Regions from separate parts of the Bicyclus anynana genome. Here region 1 is linked to region 2. Evidence: chromatin contacts called from public Hi-C data. All regions are on one chromosome and are shown on one strand. Each heading gives the region's core, a stretch centred on a gene start, on an enhancer-like site or on the middle of the called end of the contact. The rest is flanking DNA. Distances are from core to core; before and after follow the strand shown. Region 1 overlaps LOC112053574 (protein FAM214A). Region 2 holds the start of LOC112053588 (testis-expressed protein 9).

Region 1 (3,363 bases), core at 371-2,870, 46 kb after region 2:
TTATTTTGAGGTGATTTTTTCATTTTGTGCTTACAATTCTGTTTCAAAGTATTCTTGTTATATTGACGTGACGTGGTGTATTATTCACAGATGCACAGTAGCGAGGCGCCGCCTCCGGCGACCGGCACGGGACTGCTGCTGCAGTTGGGGCGTCTGATTGTGCGCGCGCGCAGCGCCAGCCCCTCCCAGCGCCGCCAGGAGCAGCGCCCCTCCAGCAGCCAGCAGGTACCACTCTCAGACACCACAGTAGCGAGACACGGGGCTGCTGCTAGAACTGAGGCGTCTGATCGTACACGCGCGCAGTTCCAGCCCCTCCCAGCGCCGCCAGGAGCAGCGCCCCTCCAGCAGCCAGCAGGTACCACGCTCAGTCACCACAGTAGCGAGGCACGGGGCTGCTGCTACAGCTGAGGCGTCTGGTCGTACACGCGCGCAGCTCCAGCCCCTCCCAGCGCCGCCAGGAGCAGCGCCCCTCCAGCAGCCAGCAGGTACCACCCTCAGTCACCACAGTAGCGAGGCACGGGACTGCTGCTAGAGCTGAGTCGTCTGATCGTACACGCGCGCAGTTCCAGCCCCTCCCAGCGCCGCCAGGAGCAGCGCCCCTCCAGCAGCCAGCAGGTACCACCCTCAGTCACCACAGTAGCGAGACACGGGGCTGCTGCTAGAGCTGGGGCGTCTGATCGTACACGCGCGCAGTTCCAGCCCCTCCCAGCGCCGCCAGGAGCAGCACCCCTCCAGCAGCCAGCAGGTACCACCCTCAGTCACCACAGTAGCGAGACACGGGGCTGCTGCTAGAGCTGGGGCGTCTGATCGTACACGCGCGCAATTCCAGCCTCTCCCAGCGCCGCCAGGAGCAGCGCCTTTCCAGCAGTCAGCAGGTACCACCCTCACACACCACATTAGCGAGGCACGGGACTGCTACTGCAGTTGGGGTGTCTGATCGTACGCGCACGCAGCTCCAGACCCTCCCATCGCCGTCAGGAGCAGCGCCTCTCCAGCAGCCAGCAGGTACCACCCTCCCACACCACATTGGCGAGGCACATTGGGGCATCTGCAGGTAGCACCTTCACACAAAGGACGGATGGTCATAGGCCCAAACAAAAATCTTCAGTAGAGTTTGATGAAGAAATTATAAGGTTATAGAGATGAAATAATAGGTTAATAAAAATATTTCTTTAATTCCAGGTGAACACCCAACCCAAGCCAAAGTCGGACGAGATTAAGCCAGGACTTGAAGCGCAGCTCAACAACCATGTGCAGGCTTTGTGGAACGAACAGATACCGATTTGCATTGAGGTACTTTTATATTCATTCACTATTGACCACTACAAATAGTAGAGCATGCCTTTAGGAAACTTACACGGGTTTGTAGTTCAAAATTTTTAAATAAGAGTTGTAATGTTGATAAAACATATTATTGACTTTGATTACTGGTGATGGTATTTTTAGAACTAAGTTTAATTCTGACGAGTACTGAGTAGATTCTGGGCGTACTTAAGAACTTATACCAAATAGTCGTTTGTTCGGCATTGTCCATGAAGGTGATAATTTTTTCGCAGGTGCTGTTGGCGCCCGACTGCCCCGAGTGCTACGCGTCGCTGAGCCGCGTGGAGGAGGACGCTGTGTACGACAAGTTGCATACGCAGCAGAAGGCTCTTCTGCTCGAGCGCTGGACCGTGCGCCCCATCGCCAACAAGTGAGCTTTGTTTATTGCAACCCACCAAGTTAGCTATACACATTTCAGAGGTCTACACCGCTTCAGAGTCGATATCCTTTGGACACGTACTGAGCGGTTTGGTCTGGTTCGTCATACCTGATATTAAATGCCCTAGTAGCTTCTGTTTTTCGTACCACATACAGTATATGTATCTTCAAGTCAAGATTCTAGGTTAGTGTGTTCCACCTCAAGCTGCATCATTGCTTACTATCAGGCGAAAAGCACTTGCATATATGTATTCGTTATACATATATGCAAGTGCTTTTCGCCTGATAGTAACCAGGTTAACTGCTTCAACGCGTCCTCGTCCGCGTGGTATAAGGGTATCACGACAAAAAGGAGCGAAAGGAGCTAGTACTTTATTCAGTAGTGCATACTTTATTCATTAGCAACTGATGTCTTGGAACACCTGTGTTTATTACTGTACGCAACTTCGCAGTGTTCAATCCGCTGCCCCGCTATCAACCTGAAGTGTAGAGTCTGTAATTTGAATGGTCATATTACCGTTGCTTGTAAAATAAATATGTCAGCCTTCGCTGTATATACAGGAAGGTCATGAGTTGGAGCCCGCTCGATTGTTGTTGTATATATTCTTAACTGATTTTCCGTCAAATTGAAGATGAATGAGATAAAAAAAAATAGGCAAAATAATATTTTTTTTTCATTTCCAGAAACCACGACAGCCCAGCCGCGATCAGTCCCCATTGGCTGCTGAATGCAGTTCGTTCCCAGCTCCACTTCTCCCAACTATCAGCTTGGCGCGCCATCATCCACACCGATGACAAACCTGCTGACAGGAGGTACCAAGTACAGACTGTTACTGAAAATATATTCTACTAACGAACATAACATAACAAATGAACTAACTAAAAATGTATATGTGGTTAGTCTGCCGTAGAAGTAGGTACGTGAGTTTTTTCTCTGCTACGCGAGGGACCCGGCACGGTGAATCCACGGATTGCTAAGATGTTCGTATCAAAGAAGCACCTAAAGAAATTTGCGCACTGCAAAAAATATCTACCTGTATTATTGAAACATGGCGTCATTTGCTTATGCTCACAAATTCCGTTTTCTAGGCGGAAACTGAGCCGCGAGACGTGCAACTTCAAGAAGGTGGAGGCGAACTGCGACTCGGCGGAGCTGGGCGGGCGGCGGCTCAACGTGCTGTACCACATCAAGCTGCCCGGCGAGAGCTACCACGCGGCAGAGTTCGCCCGCCCCCCCACCGACCACCAGTTCCCCGTCGCGGACATCGGTGACAACGTACTGCTCAAGGTGCTACTGCAGAGTCTGCCCAGGTGAGTTAATAGCTTATTTCAATGGCTGACTACAGGGTTAGGTTTCCCTCCTTGTTGGAAAGGGCATTTGGAGGGCCTAAGCTTGCTGTTCCAATGAGGGTTTAAACTTTTAGCGATCATTATTAGATGTCAAAGACTGACATGCTGACTCGGATAGACGGCTTAACATGGTCTCCGAAGCACGAGAGTATAACACCACTAATTTTCCAACGTGTTAACAAAAAGTTCACTGCCCAATCCAGAACTACAGGCTAAGCAACGAGACAGTAGAGTTGGTTAATTAAGTACAGAAGTATAACAGTATTGTCTCCAAAACCTACAAAAATCTTTCACAGGGTTGAGTGATGATTT
Region 2 (3,131 bases), core at 192-2,691:
TTATAAAGATAATAGTTATAAACCAATGTTGCTCAATGAATGTGGCTTCCCATTGGTGAAATGGTTTTAAAATCAGTCTAGTAGTTTAGCTGTGAAAGCATAATAAACTGGCTTTCATGTTCATAATAATAATATAATAATAAAAAAAATATATAATAATAATATTATTTACTCAGAGTTTGTCTGATTGTGCCCCAGGACCAGTGGCGGATTAAGGTCCAGAGCGCCCTAGGCAATCAACTTTAGCGGCGCCCCTGTACCGGCCATAAATGGCCATCACAATCTTACAATGATCTTAGTAGACCAGGATGTACTTACTCTAATGCGCAAATTAAATATGATGTTTTGTGAATAAATCAAGAGTGACGACAGAGCGAACATTGGAATTCATGATTCCTCTCTGTTCTGGGAAATAGGCCTTATGTGTGTTGACTGATGATGGTGTGTTATGAATATATCACTAGAGATTTAGAGTATAAATCAGCATTTAGTTCTTAATAGTCGATATGTTACTTTCTTCATTTATTTAAAATTCTGAGCTCGCGCGCCCCTTTTGTCTACACGCCCCTAGGCACGTGCCTAGTTTGCCTTATGGATAATCCGCCTCTGCCTAGGACAAAGGCCTCCTCCAAACTTTTCCACAATTCTCTATCCCTTGCAGATTTTGCCCAGTTGCCCCCATTCGTGTTTATAATAAGTATAAAATTTAGCTAGGTATTAATAGCAAGCACTAGACCTAACTAACTAGGGAACTTGACTAGGTAAGACTTTATATGCTATAATGGTACAAAATAGAAAAATTCTTTCTGCAATACTGGTTCATGATTCTTCAGGATAGACAGTATTCTTGCATCTACGAAGTGCATCCCACAGCTGGGCAGGGAGAAAATACGAGTAACGAAGGTGAGTGTTAACATGTCATAATGGAATTTCTTTACACCGAGCCAAGCCTCCTGCATGGGGAATCCATAGAATGCCAAGATATTTGTCTTGTCAGAAGCAGGATTTACTTGGTTGTTCCATAGTAATTTGGGTACAGAAACCTCATAGGTCCAATAAAATGTACGAAATTAATTAAAATAACAAGTGATCTTCACAGTGATATTATAATTACAGATAGGTTAGATGAAAAATAAGTAAAACATATCCATATTGTAGAAACATACCATAACATTTTCAATTTCTTTCATTAAGCTTTCTGTTTTCTTTTCTAATTGTTTATTGAGTTTTTTGAATTCATTTTCACGAGCTAAGAGATCTTCGGAATCCATTTTACAGCAAATGGAGCTTTGTCCTTGATTTAAAGTTAAGTAATAACGTGATATAATACTTTACACTTGATGTGTAAGAATTTTGGCCATTTAATCAAAGTAATCTTAAAAATGAACTTTTATTATTGAAAGAAGTATAAACTCGGCCATTGATTGTCATTCTTTAGTGTCAAACAAACTCCGTTGCCATGACAACAACAGCTGTGAGTCATAACAACTACCAACACTGTATATAATGTTGAGTCAGTAGAAAAACCTTTTATATTTGTTCCTTAGAATCAAATGATAGGTAGCAATTTGTATGAAAATTAAACGTTATACTATAAAATAAATAAAACTAGAATGAGCTACGACTGGAAATTGTTTTGGCTTTGTTGTTGTTGATGAGTAACTACTGCCATCTCTGTAAAGAGCTATAAACTAATGGTACACATGAAACTCGCGTCAAAAACAGCTGTGCGCGAGCCAATCAGAACTACTTCATCTGAGCAAATGTCAATAAATCGACGTAGGATGTTGACATATTGCTTTGTCTTCCATATGATCTGATTTGACGAATCCTTGCTATATTTTCGCTTGAAATCTAACAAAATAATTGAATTTCTAGCTAAAAGTTATGATTCTGCCATTTCATTAAAGAAAAGCCATTGAAATTTGCTTAAAAATGAAATTCTTTGTTTCCGTGTAAGCGAGAGGTGTTACTATAGAGTGGGATAGATATAAAGTTCGGTGTTCAATTTCGATGTTATTAATCGATTTACCAATGAGAACGTACTTGGCCCAGCTGAGCCCGAAGCTGACATTTTTTTTTTAGTTCTTGTTTGAAGCGGGCGGTGTACGGACGCTCGCGTCGCGTTAACTGTAATAGTTATTGTTATAAAATAACACATTTGGACTGCGTTTCACGCATCCGGACATTTTGTAGAGTGCAATAATGTATTTAAAGAGAAAAAGACACGACTATCGGAGTGTTATATTATAGCGCTAGTTTTTTTTTGTGTCGAGATTGGACAGAATCGCTTGCTTCTAAAAAGGTAATCCCTTTGTTATACTATTTTGAGAGAAGTTCTTCCAACATATGCTAGGATTTTTACTAAGTTAAATAAGTTTGAGTTAGACATTGGCGCTTTAATTAAATCTTTCCTGTATTTTAGAAAGTTAATTTGACAAGTTTCACGAGTGTGCTAAAGGTATAATGCAACCATTTTAAGACGGTACCCATTTTAAAAGCAATCTCTTGCTTAAACCATTCAATTTTCATTTGAAGGGGGCTTGATTTTTAATTACCATAACTGCCTAGTGATTAAGTGTATAAAAAAATTATAAGTTCTAAAATTTTTAGCTGTTGAAAATCAGCTGATTGTGAAACCAACATTGCAGGTAGATGAACTGTTTTTTTAATGCAGTCACAGACCATAAAATACAGGTCCCAAGAACAAGATCCTTTTTTTTGTAGACCTAACGGGTCGGTCTGCTATTGTAAGATATACAGCTGTTTTGCTTTATTAAAGCCATATAGACACGCTATTTTGAACCCTAGTTATACGTGTGGTTGAGTCGAAAAGTTACTTTTTGTTAATTTAAAATTCGAATGCCCTTTTCGAGTTGTAATAGTGCTGCTCCTGTATTTATATCGATATACTATTCGATTAATGTGTAATCGTGAATATTACTGTAACTGTGTAGAATTTCAGTAGTGACGGAAAAATATCGATAATTTTGTCGATGAATTGATAAACCAATTAAGTGTTTGGCAATGTTATTGCGCATTATATGCCAACTAGACACCTGATTAGTTTTAATTATGAATTCGTTATGTGTTACGGTCGTGGCACGTACGTAGGCAAAGCTTGCATATGG

What was found. A called contact is a pair of places that touch in the nucleus more often than the background predicts.
Region 1: a Hi-C map of whole larva shows a contact between it and region 2, with 5 times the contacts expected there. The contact joins the enhancer-like site here to the promoter of LOC112053588 in region 2. A contact is called at or near these places in 2 of 2 Hi-C or Micro-C datasets (whole body and whole larva).

What each region holds. Positions count from the first base shown.
Region 1 is chr18:9,708,236-9,711,598 of ilBicAnyn1.1, forward strand. LOC112053574 (protein FAM214A) reads left to right here. Exons shown (of 13, transcript XM_052887132.1): 2 at 91-225; 3 at 1,183-1,293; 4 at 1,557-1,693; 5 at 2,386-2,514; 6 at 2,791-3,012. The coding sequence starts at 91. Among protein-coding and RNA genes, the nearest start is that of LOC112053499, 38 kb to the right of the region's middle. Within about 2 kb of position 1,621, at least 8 of the 8 cell types and tissues checked have open chromatin away from gene starts, as enhancers often do.
Region 2 is chr18:9,662,599-9,665,729 of ilBicAnyn1.1, forward strand. It overlaps LOC112053588 (testis-expressed protein 9), which reads right to left and starts at 1,442. Exons shown (of 6, transcript XM_024093053.2): 1 at 1,167-1,442. The coding sequence starts at 1,271. It overlaps LOC112053574 (protein FAM214A), which reads left to right and starts at 2,080. Exons shown (of 13, transcript XM_052887132.1): 1 at 2,080-2,305.